Regions from separate parts of the Triticum aestivum genome. Here region 2 is linked to region 1. The links are chromatin contacts, called in public Hi-C maps. All regions are on one chromosome and are shown on one strand. The core of a region is the stretch at or near the end of the contact, and the rest is flanking DNA. Distances in the headings are between cores, read along the strand shown. Region 1 holds the start of LOC123098123. Region 2 holds the start of LOC123098124 (protein Barley B recombinant).

Region 1 (5,070 bases), core at 1,328-3,827:
TTTGTTGTGGGTTTTCAGGACAACCTTGTTATCCGCGGATGATCCAATGACTCCGTTTGTTGTGGGTTTTCAGGACAACTTTGTTATCCACGGATGACCCAATGACACCATTTGTTGTGGGTACTATGTCAAAGGTTTGGACAAAATGATATGCCATACTTGAACATGGATGCCAAAAATAAATTCCTTTATACCCAACTACTAGCTGGTAATTAAGTAAATTTAGAATCAAACAATTTTTTGGCAGCATATTTTGCACAAGTTCAATTTGATTGGTACTGTATATTGTATGTTGGAACCATATGACATTTATTTTTATCAAGAAGAATTGAATATTAAATTTTAAAGATAGGATTTTCACTCCCGGATGGCCCAATTACTCCATTTGTTCTGGGTAGTACGTTAAAGGTTTGTAAAAAATGATATGCCCATACTTCAACATGGATGGCAAAAATAAATTCCTTTGTGCCCAACTACCAGCTGGTAATTAAGTAAATTTAGAATCAAATAATTTTTTGGCAGCATATTTTGCACAAGTTCAATTTGATTGGTACTGTATAATTTATGTTGGAACCATCGGACATTTATATTTACTAGCAAGATGCCCGTGCGTTGCACGGAACATGAAGGTGCATTTGTATGAGTAGTTTATCTTGTGGGAGAAAAGGATGAACGAGGGAAGGCCTTATCTGCAAATGTGGAGAGGAGTGCGGGTAAATTGCCATAGTTTCCTTCCTATCCGTTAGATATAGATTGGACGGCCTATATTGCAGGATGGCAGGCACACCATCATCACCAACTCTGCTTTTTATAAGAGTAGATAGATAGAGATAAGAGTAGAGACAAGAGTAGAGATTGAGAAGAACTGAATATTAGATTTTAAAGATGGGTTTTTCACTTTCTTATCAAGGTGCTGTAGTTACGCTTGCGTGTCTATCCGTGGTTCTCCATTAGTATGTCCTTAACTCAAGATTGCTCCACGGATATGTTTCTTGAATGGTTTAGTTCAGGGTATGGAGGGGTCATGGTGGTTGGCAGGCTAGGCGGATGGAGTTTGATTGTATCAAAGCAAACTCTCTGCATGGGCCACCTGTGAGTGTTGCTCTTGAAGGGCAACGACACCACGCGCGTGCTGATGCGTGATCCTAGACATCTCCCAGTTAGCAGTATGCTGCATCTGCCAGTTAGTTGTATGTTGCCGGTGACATCAACCCTTGGAAGGGGTAATACACAGTAGGCACTAATCAAATTTGGGCTAGGGCGTTATATTTGCTGGAGTAAAGATGAGTAACGAAGAATCTAATAGGTCCTCAAGTCATACACTTCATGCTGACATCCAATTCAAATTAGGTTCAGTTGTAATACTAAATCAAGATTTAAAGCAATTGGTAGTTCCAAATTGTTTACACGTCAGTACGCACAAACATTCAATCTCCAATCTCTCTCCCACAAGATGTGCTTAATCTCAGCACAACATTTTTCCATAAAGGGATAATATTTAACATCAAGCTTCTATCAGTACACATCTCACCGGGGCATATTCACATTATGCTGAAACCAACGTCATGAACTCGCACAAACAATGAAAATTAACACCAGATCGCATAGCTGACGAACTAAGAGGTCCAAGAACACTACACTTTTTAGGACATCTCCCCCTCTTGTAGATCACGATCTGAAACTACTAGGGACCCAATGAGGCTAAGCATTCCTGTACCAATTCGCACCCAAGGAACCTAAGAATAGAACAACCAATACACTGAGAGTAGGAGAAGGAATACCTAAAGCTTTGGTTTTAGAAGTCAAAGCTTTTTAGATAGGTGGGATCCTTCTTGGCCCTCTCCTGGAACTTGCGGAACCAGCGGTCCAGAATATCCGTGGGCACCACCAGCTTGCCGCCGTCGGCGGCGCAGAAGGACTGCATGAAATTGAAGAGGTTCTCGCCGACGCGGAGCGCGACGCGCTCGGCGCGCTGCTCGTCGGGGGGCGAGGGCAGCGCGGCGGCGTCCTCCACGGCGACGCCCAACTTCGCGGGCCCGGCGGGGGGCTCCGGCTCGTCCCCGGCCTCTGGGAGCTGGAAGGTGGCGGAGGGGCGCGCGGGGCCGAGCGCGCCGAGGAAGGCGAAGGGGCGGTTGGCGGCCGCCTGGTAGTAGACGGCGACGGCCTTGCCCGGTGGCAGCGCGGCCGCGGCGGGCGGGAGCAGGAAGACGACGGCGGAGCGGGGCGCGGAGGGGAGGGAGAGCGTGGAGAGGTCGAGGAGCCAGGAGGCCGGCGCGACCTGCGCGAAGGCGGTGGCGTCCAGCGGGAAGGTGTGGTCCGGGAACACGACGCCGAACATGGCGGGCGGCGGGGTGTGGGTTGGTGAGATTGACGCCGCTAGGCCTGTGGCATGGGGAGCGCCTCCGCCCGGCGAGGCTCGATCGGGGTATAGATCGGAGGCTGGAAGCCTGAAATGGAAGGAGGTGATGGCGATGTTCTATTCTGTTATGGAAGGGCGAGGAGGGTTCTAGAAGGCCGTAGAGCGTGCTCAGCTCGTCCGAGCCGGATTTTGCTTTTTTTCTCTCTCTCTCTCTCGGAGAAAGTCATGAAGCCAAGTGAAGCACCATGCGCCGAACGTGCCAGCTCCGTGGATCTGAGAGATCCGGTGCACAAGCGACGTTTTTTTTCCGTCGAATACACACGCGTGTGTGTACTATTAAAGAAGATAATAATTTTATCAAAAAAAAAAGAAGAAGAAGAAGATAAGAAAATAACACCTTTATGTTGGTGTTACATGTTACATGAACCCAACCTCATCCACATACTCTTAAGTCGTATCGACTCGCGATAGCCCACTTGTCAATACCCCAAGAAAGGCATCCACCTCGCCTCTAAGGATCTCAACTAGTTTCCATGTTCTACCCTCTAATTTAGAAATTACATGGTCTCTCGACTGTGTTGCCCGTCGAACACGATCGAGTTTCGATGCTTCCACAATGCCCACATGACAAGAATAATGATTGCTCGTGTATCTTTCTTATTGCAACCCGTCCCGATCTTATCATGGCACCACTCCGGGAGGGTGGATCCTCCAGTTGGGGTCCATTCCCGCTTGCCCATGGCTCGACTGACCACACTCCAAATGTCCCGTGCAAACACGCAGTCAAGCAGGATGTGTCGTATGGTTTCCTCCTCTTGGTCACAGAACGGGCACGCCTCCTCGTGATCAAGTCCATGCTGTGCCAGGCGATCTGAAGTTCAACATATATTCTTGAGTGCCAACCAAGTGAAGAACCTACACAGGAGAGGGGCCTTGGACTTCCACATGAAATCAGTCGTCGGCACCACCTTTCTACCCCAGAACTTGGTGGCGTAAGACGAACTAGTCGAGTAGCAGCCACTAGCCTCCCACACCGACGCAAATGGAGTCCTACTGCACACCATTTATTGGTTCCGTGGCTGTCATGGTTCAAAGCTGAAAGATCGAGAAGAGGAGTCTAGAGGAGGGGGGTGATTAGACCCTTAACAATCAAAAGTGGAAGTTTTTATAATTCTTCAAGTTAAGGTTGAGTTTAACACATGTTAAAGGGCTCACAATATATTTGGCACAAGCATAGCATGAGTATAGGCAGCGGAAAGAGTAAAGCATGCAAGTGCAAGAATGTAAAGGGGATGGGAGAAGGAAAATGCAAACACAATGGAGACGCTGACATTTTTGGCGTGGTTCCGATAGGTGATGCTATCATACGTCCACGTTGATGGAGACTTCAATCCACGAAGGGTAACGGATGCACGAGTCCACGGAGGGCTCCACCCACGAAAGGTCCACGAAGAAGCAACCTTGTTTATCCCATCATGGCCATCGTCCACAAAGGACTCGCCTCACTCGGGTAGATCTTCACGAAGTAGGCGATCTCCTTGCCCTTACAAACTTCTTGGTTCAAGTCCACATCATATCGTAGGATCCCAAGCGACACCTAACCAATCTAGAAGACACCACTCTCCAAAAAGATAATAAATGGTGTGTTGATGATGAACTCCTTGCTCTTGTGCTTCAAATGATAGTCTCTCCAACACTCAACTCTCTCTCATAGATTGGCTATGGTGAAAGAAGGATTTGAGTGAAAAAGCAACTTGGAAAAGGCTAGAAATCAAGATTCAAATGGTAGGATTGGAATCTCTTGATCTCAACACATGAGTATGTGGTTCTCTCTCAGAAAATGAATGGTGGAAGTGTGGATTCGTTCTGATGGCTCTCTTACTGAGTAAGAGGGATGGAGGGGTATATATAGCCTCAACACGAAATCCAACCGTTACACACATTTTACCAAACTCGGTGGCACCAACTGGAATTCTCAGTGAGATCGACTTGTGCAAAATATATGAACGTTGGAGGTCTCGGTGGGACCGACTGGATCATCTTGATGAGACCAAAGTGCAATGGCAAAGGCAGAACCGCGTTTCGGTGATTCCGATCAATTTTCACTAGGTGATTCTGAGATGAAGTGATTTCATCACAGAAACTTGGCACAACCATCTTGGTGGGACCGAGAGCCATTTCGGTCAGACTGAAATGTTAGGGTTTGGCTGTGGTAGTGTCCAAATGAACTCGGTGGTTCCAGAAAGGTAGAATTTGGTGGGACCGAGTTGGCTTGAAAGAGTTTTGGACATATTTGGATAGTGAAAGTGGTTGAGAGTTTTGGAGCAATATCACTAAGCACTTGAGCAACCAGATCATTAACAACACCTCATCCCCTTTTAATAGTATTGGCCTTCCTATGGACTCAATGTGATCTTAGATCACTTAACCAAAAATGGAGAGTCTTGTGATTTAGCCAATTCATGTCCTTAGCATTTTGAAGGGTTCCACATCCTCACATCCTTGCCATGCCGCAGTTGAACTTGCCTAAAATATACTAGATAAAACTATTAGTCCAATAGAAAGTATGTTGTCATTAATTACCAAAACCACCAAGGGAGCAAATGTGCTTTCAATCTCCCCCTTTTTGGTAATTGATGACAACATACATCAAAGCTTTAAGTAAGAGTACAATGAGTGAATCATTCAAGCTTTGAAGGAATATGTAACAA
Region 2 (5,070 bases), core at 735-3,234, 490 kb after region 1:
TAGGTTAATAGGTTAGTCCCAAAAATCATATAAAATAGCATATAAATGCATATAAAACATCCTAGATGGATAATATAATAGCATGGAACAATAAAAAATTATAGATACATTGGAGACGTATCACAGACCACAATCTGCATCCGCTCCTGGACTACCTCCCAAGCTCTGTGTCGACGCTGGAGCAAACATTGTCACAACAACGAAGCCTGAGGACACAAGTCCACCACGAGGATGCCACTGCTACCACGCCATCCTTGCTTGAACAGACTGATTTCCAAATTCACCCCTAACCATAGGGTCGATCGCCTCGTCGAGGAAGGATATGAAGCTTCTTTATTCATCGTTGTCATTACCACTGAAGCCAAAACGATGAACGACCAAAAACCTAAGCTACTAGGGCCTAAAACCTGAAGCTAAACGGTCCACACGTGTGGATCCGGTGACCCCCGTCACCACCAACGACGGAGGTCGTCGGTGGAGGGGAGTCGCCAGAGGACAACGACCGAAGGAGACGCCTTGGCGGTTGTGCGAGATCGCTTGCTCTTTCTTCCTGAAAAAAGCGAAGCTCGTGAGCGAACCCTAAGTCGACCGTGGGAGTTAAGAGAATCTACAATCTGATACACCAAATCTGGCCCCTCAAACACTTGTGGATGCGCCCGGGCGCGTCCCCGGACATTGACCAGTCACGCCTCAAAAAATCATTTCCACAACCGGATACATCAACTACGAACCTCAAATCCATACAATTACATGCAACGTGAAACCTGATCTAAGCGGAGCTCGTTCGTCTCCGCCGTGCCCATATCCGAGAACCGGCTACGCCCCTCAAAGTCTTGCTCCGATCACCGGCGAGGTAGAGTAGGACATGGGACACACATCGGCTCACGGGGCTCAAGGTGCAGCCGTCTTCCACGCCCTACTCTTCCTCGTTGGAGTCCAGAGCCTTCACGGTGCCGATCCATGTGAGGTCGACGATGGATCTGTCCTGTTCAAGGGAGGCTGACACGTCCACCATGACGCGACTGCGATGCTCGGGGTTGTGGGCCACTCGTATCGGCTCAGAGAGTGCCACTCCGCCTCGCCAACATCCGCCGCGAGGGCTGTCACGACCTCCCACACCCTCTGCCTCGCACGGTGGGCACACCACGCCATAGCCTCAGCAAACGGGGCCACGGATGGCCTCATTGTCGGCGCGCCAATGAAGGGGTTGCGCTCCGCCACGACGTTTGGACGCCAGACAGAGCGCACCGCCTCGACAGCTACAATGCGCCGCGTGCCAGGCGCCATTTGGGCGGAGGTGACAGATTCCCGGCGGATCGAGTCTAACCGTTGCCGGGTATTCTCCTCGCGGGCGCGGTGAAGTGCAGTGCGGACGACCATCTCCTCCTCGGGCCCGAGTGGGATGAAGTCCCAGTTCGTAGATTGGTTGACGCAGGACTCGGACCCGCTGCTCGTCATGCCCGGAGAATGCCGGAGTTCGCTGAAAGTGAGCTTGAGGGCAGGAGGGAGGGGGAGGGGGAGTGGAGAGTGGAGTGGCTAGGGTTTGGTCCGGGTTGCAGATAGGGACGAATATATGTGGGGTCGAGGTGGGCCAATGTGACCCGGATCCGACGTGGCGGACGCGCCCGGGCCTCCCATATCCGCCTTAGAATTGGGCTAGATATGAGGGGTGTCGGTCAACCCAGACATTTGAGGCCGATTTGAGGTGCCCGGTTGGGTCGTATTTTTTTTTGTCCGGTACCGGCCGACCGTCCAAGTGTTTGAGGCGTCTGGTTGTAGATGCTCTAATTCCGAGTAGAAGATAGGAAATCTAACTGTTGCTGTAATTCCGTGGTATTTACTCGATCATACATTTCAACTTTACACATTTCGGTTGGAGATACTCGGCAGTTTGGCTTTGACGAAGCGCCATTTCGGTACCGCTTACACGTGGGTCCTTATCCAAGGCGTGGCATTTGTGTCAAAATGCAGAAAGAAATATGCCATTTTCTCTAGACCGTCCTGTACCTTGCTTTCGTCTTCCTCACCCCGAGCCTCGGCCCTCCTGACCTAACCAATCCGACCCTAGGCGGCTCCATCTCTCCTAGACTGTGCCACGACGTGCCCTGCCGTAGCACTGCGTTACCGCCGACGCCTCACTCCCACCCCATCCCATCCCCCACTCCCACATCCCCTCCGCCCCTCTCACGCGCCTCGCCGCCATCGCCGTCCCCGTTCTTCCTCGTCGCCGAATTTCGTCCCTGCTGTCCCCGCCCCGTCCGCAATCTCGGGCCATTGGGTTTTGAGGTATGAGGGTTGTTCCAATCAGAGATTTGTTAAATCCCACTCACCAATCGCAATTTCTGGGTGTGCCGGTGCGCACCATCTAGATCCGCCCCTGCTTACGGATCCTTGAATTTTTTTCGACTTGTTTTCTGAAATAGGTTCCAGGGATTGGTGTCTGGAATGCAATGGTGGGGATAGCCTGACCGTCCAGAGCCCGAAAGAAGAGCACATTTCTCGTTCCAATCTCGGTTTTCTTGGATTTCGATTCGTTTGTTCAGGGCCGGCCGAGATGGACGACGACGGCAGCTTGAGCATTCGGAATTGGGGCTTCTATGAGACGATGAAAGGCAACCTCGGCCTGCAGCTGATGCCATCTGTGGCCGGCGGCCACCGGGACACAAAGCCGCTGCTCCCCAACGGCACCTTCTTGCAGCACCACAACGCCCCGCACCACCCGCCGCATTCACATCATCCCCGCGACTATGGTAACGGCGAACCCTCTGGTGGCATGCCCACCGAGCCGCCGGCTATTCACATGGACTTTGTGCGCAACGAGGCCTGGATGCACCCCTCGCAGCATCAGCATCAGCACCAGCACCACCACCAGAACCAACATCAACAGCAGCATCAGCATCAGCATCAACATTCCCGTGAGCAGAAGGTCCTTCATGCTGTTCCTCTTGGGCCTCCTGGACATATTGGACATCCTGGACATGCTGTGCATCACCACCCTACAGATTTTGGGATGATGCCAGATGCGCGTGGTGCGCACACTCTCCAGATGATGCAGCCACAGGAGCCTCCTGTGCCTGAGGAGGAAAAAATTGCCCCACCGTTGGTTGAAGAGCATTCTGTGGTCGGAAGCAAGCCTCTGGTAAAGAAGAGGCAGCAAGGTCGTCAGCCTAAGTTGCCGAAGCCGAAGAAACCTAAGAAGGTTGCTACTCCAGGCGAAGATGGGGCACCCAAGGCCCGTGCACCCCGAAGCAGGGGTCCTCTTAAGCCTGTGGAAATGGTAATTAATGGTATTGATTTTGACATTTCAAGGATACCAACACCTGTGTGCTCATGCACTGGAGCTCCCCAGCAATGCTACCGGTGGGGTGCAGGTGGCTGGCAGTCTGCATGCTGCACAACTTCTATTTCGACATATCCGCTGCCAATGAACACAAAGCGCCGGGGCGCACGTATTGCTGGAAGGAAGATGAGCCAAGGTGCATTCAAAAAGGTTCTTGAGAAGCTAGCTGGTGAAGGGTACAACCTTAATAATCCAATTGACTTGAAGACCTTCTGGGCCAAACATGGCACAAACAAGTTTGTAACAATCAGGTAAGAGACATGCTATGTTGATTGCCTTGTAGGCTCCAACGCTGCAGTTTGGTCTGAGTTATTCTCTGTACCTGCTCTTGCCAATCTGTAGACATCTTTAGAAGTAGCTTGTAGCCATGTTCAGTTTCCTGGACTTAATTTACATGCCTATTTCGAGCTTCAGCTGTGAAGTAGGAAGTCTGTCTGTATCTGTCATGTCAATTTAGAAGTTGTAGTGTAATGGCAACAGTTTTTCTGATTTAGTTAGCATTTAATGCTTCAATGTCTGTTATGACCTGGATGTTTATGGCTTCATGTAGAGGTTTTCTCCATTAAAGTTGAAAGATAATCGCTACCTCTTCTAGGGCTAGTTATCATTTAATTTGGTATTTCTTTACATCTGCCAAGTTTATATATGAAATACTCGCATGACTCATGCGGTTCTTATCTTTGACCTGCTATTAAGCTTGTGCTCCATGGATCTAAGCAAGTAAAATGCCTGATAGTTTCTCATTGTTCCGATCTGGTGTTACTGTGCGCTGAACCGAGTATTTTTATTTGTGTGCCTCTACCTTAATACCTTGGACATTATGATAGCACTTGCTCACCAATGGTTTGCATATCTTGACTCAATATGTGTAGTATTTTCCTTTTGAAATAGCATAAACTTTAACTTGTGTGGTGTTTGATCGCCCTTTCTCTTAGAATTATGCAAGGGAGTATATATTTATAAGGTATGTGTAAAAGTCTTACAAGTTTAAAAAAAAACATGACAAATGAAAACAGAAGAGAAAGAAAAACATCACCAGCAAGTGGACAGACAACTACTGCTGCACAGCGTACTACCTGAGTGCCCCCAAGAGTGAAAGATTTGCTACCAAAGGTCAGTAAGATCCTGCAAAGGTGTGGCCGGGCCTCCTTGTGAAAAAACCTTTCCTTACTTTCCTTTCATAGGTGCCATGGGCCCAAAATAATGAAGCTGTCCATACATTCTCCTTTCTGAAAGATCTGGGAGTCCCTATCCTCTTGCCACCAGTCTTACAGTTCACTATCAAGAGAGGGTGTTGCATTTAAGACCAGTCCATCTGTAGTTGAAGAAGTTTAATTATAGCGACTTTCTATAACAAAATCGAAATCTGATTACACGGCTTTCTATCAACATCTTACTAGCTTAGAAGGTTTCCAGAAGTATGAGAATAGATCTTTGCTCAGGGTTCAGTATTTGGAAATCGAGGTTTCGTTGTGGCGTCTGTTTGCAAATATTTATCTATACTTAGAAACTGATTAGGTTTGATTGCAACGAGGGAAAAAAACATGGTAGCAAAACTAAGTAATATGCAGATTGTTTGGTTTAGCCATTGAACAAAAGCCCATTTGCTTGCCAGCTCTGGTTTGTTTCTTCTTTTAGCTAACAGGCATGATGAACTACTACCAATCCTTTTGCATTTACGTTCGTTGGCTTTCTGAAAGCACTTTTCCGTTTCTGTTTTTATGCGTTTC

What was found. Hi-C and Micro-C count contacts between places; a contact is called where the count stands out from the background.
Region 2: a contact with region 1 is called in a Hi-C map of leaf, with 4 times the contacts expected there. The contact joins the promoter of LOC123098124 here to the promoter of LOC123098123 in region 1. A contact is called at or near these places in 2 of 5 Hi-C or Micro-C datasets (both in leaf).

Annotation. Positions count from the first base shown.
Region 1 is chr4D:391,671,361-391,676,430 of IWGSC CS RefSeq v2.1, forward strand. LOC123098123 reads right to left here and starts at 2,578. Exons shown (of 2, transcript XM_044520015.1): 1 at 1,782-2,578. The coding sequence starts at 2,338. The coding sequence ends at 1,796.
Region 2 is chr4D:392,158,337-392,163,406 of IWGSC CS RefSeq v2.1, forward strand. It overlaps LOC123098124 (protein Barley B recombinant), which reads left to right and starts at 1,985. Exons shown (of 2, transcript XM_044520017.1): 1 at 1,985-2,286; 2 at 2,424-3,940. The coding sequence starts at 2,555. The coding sequence ends at 3,595.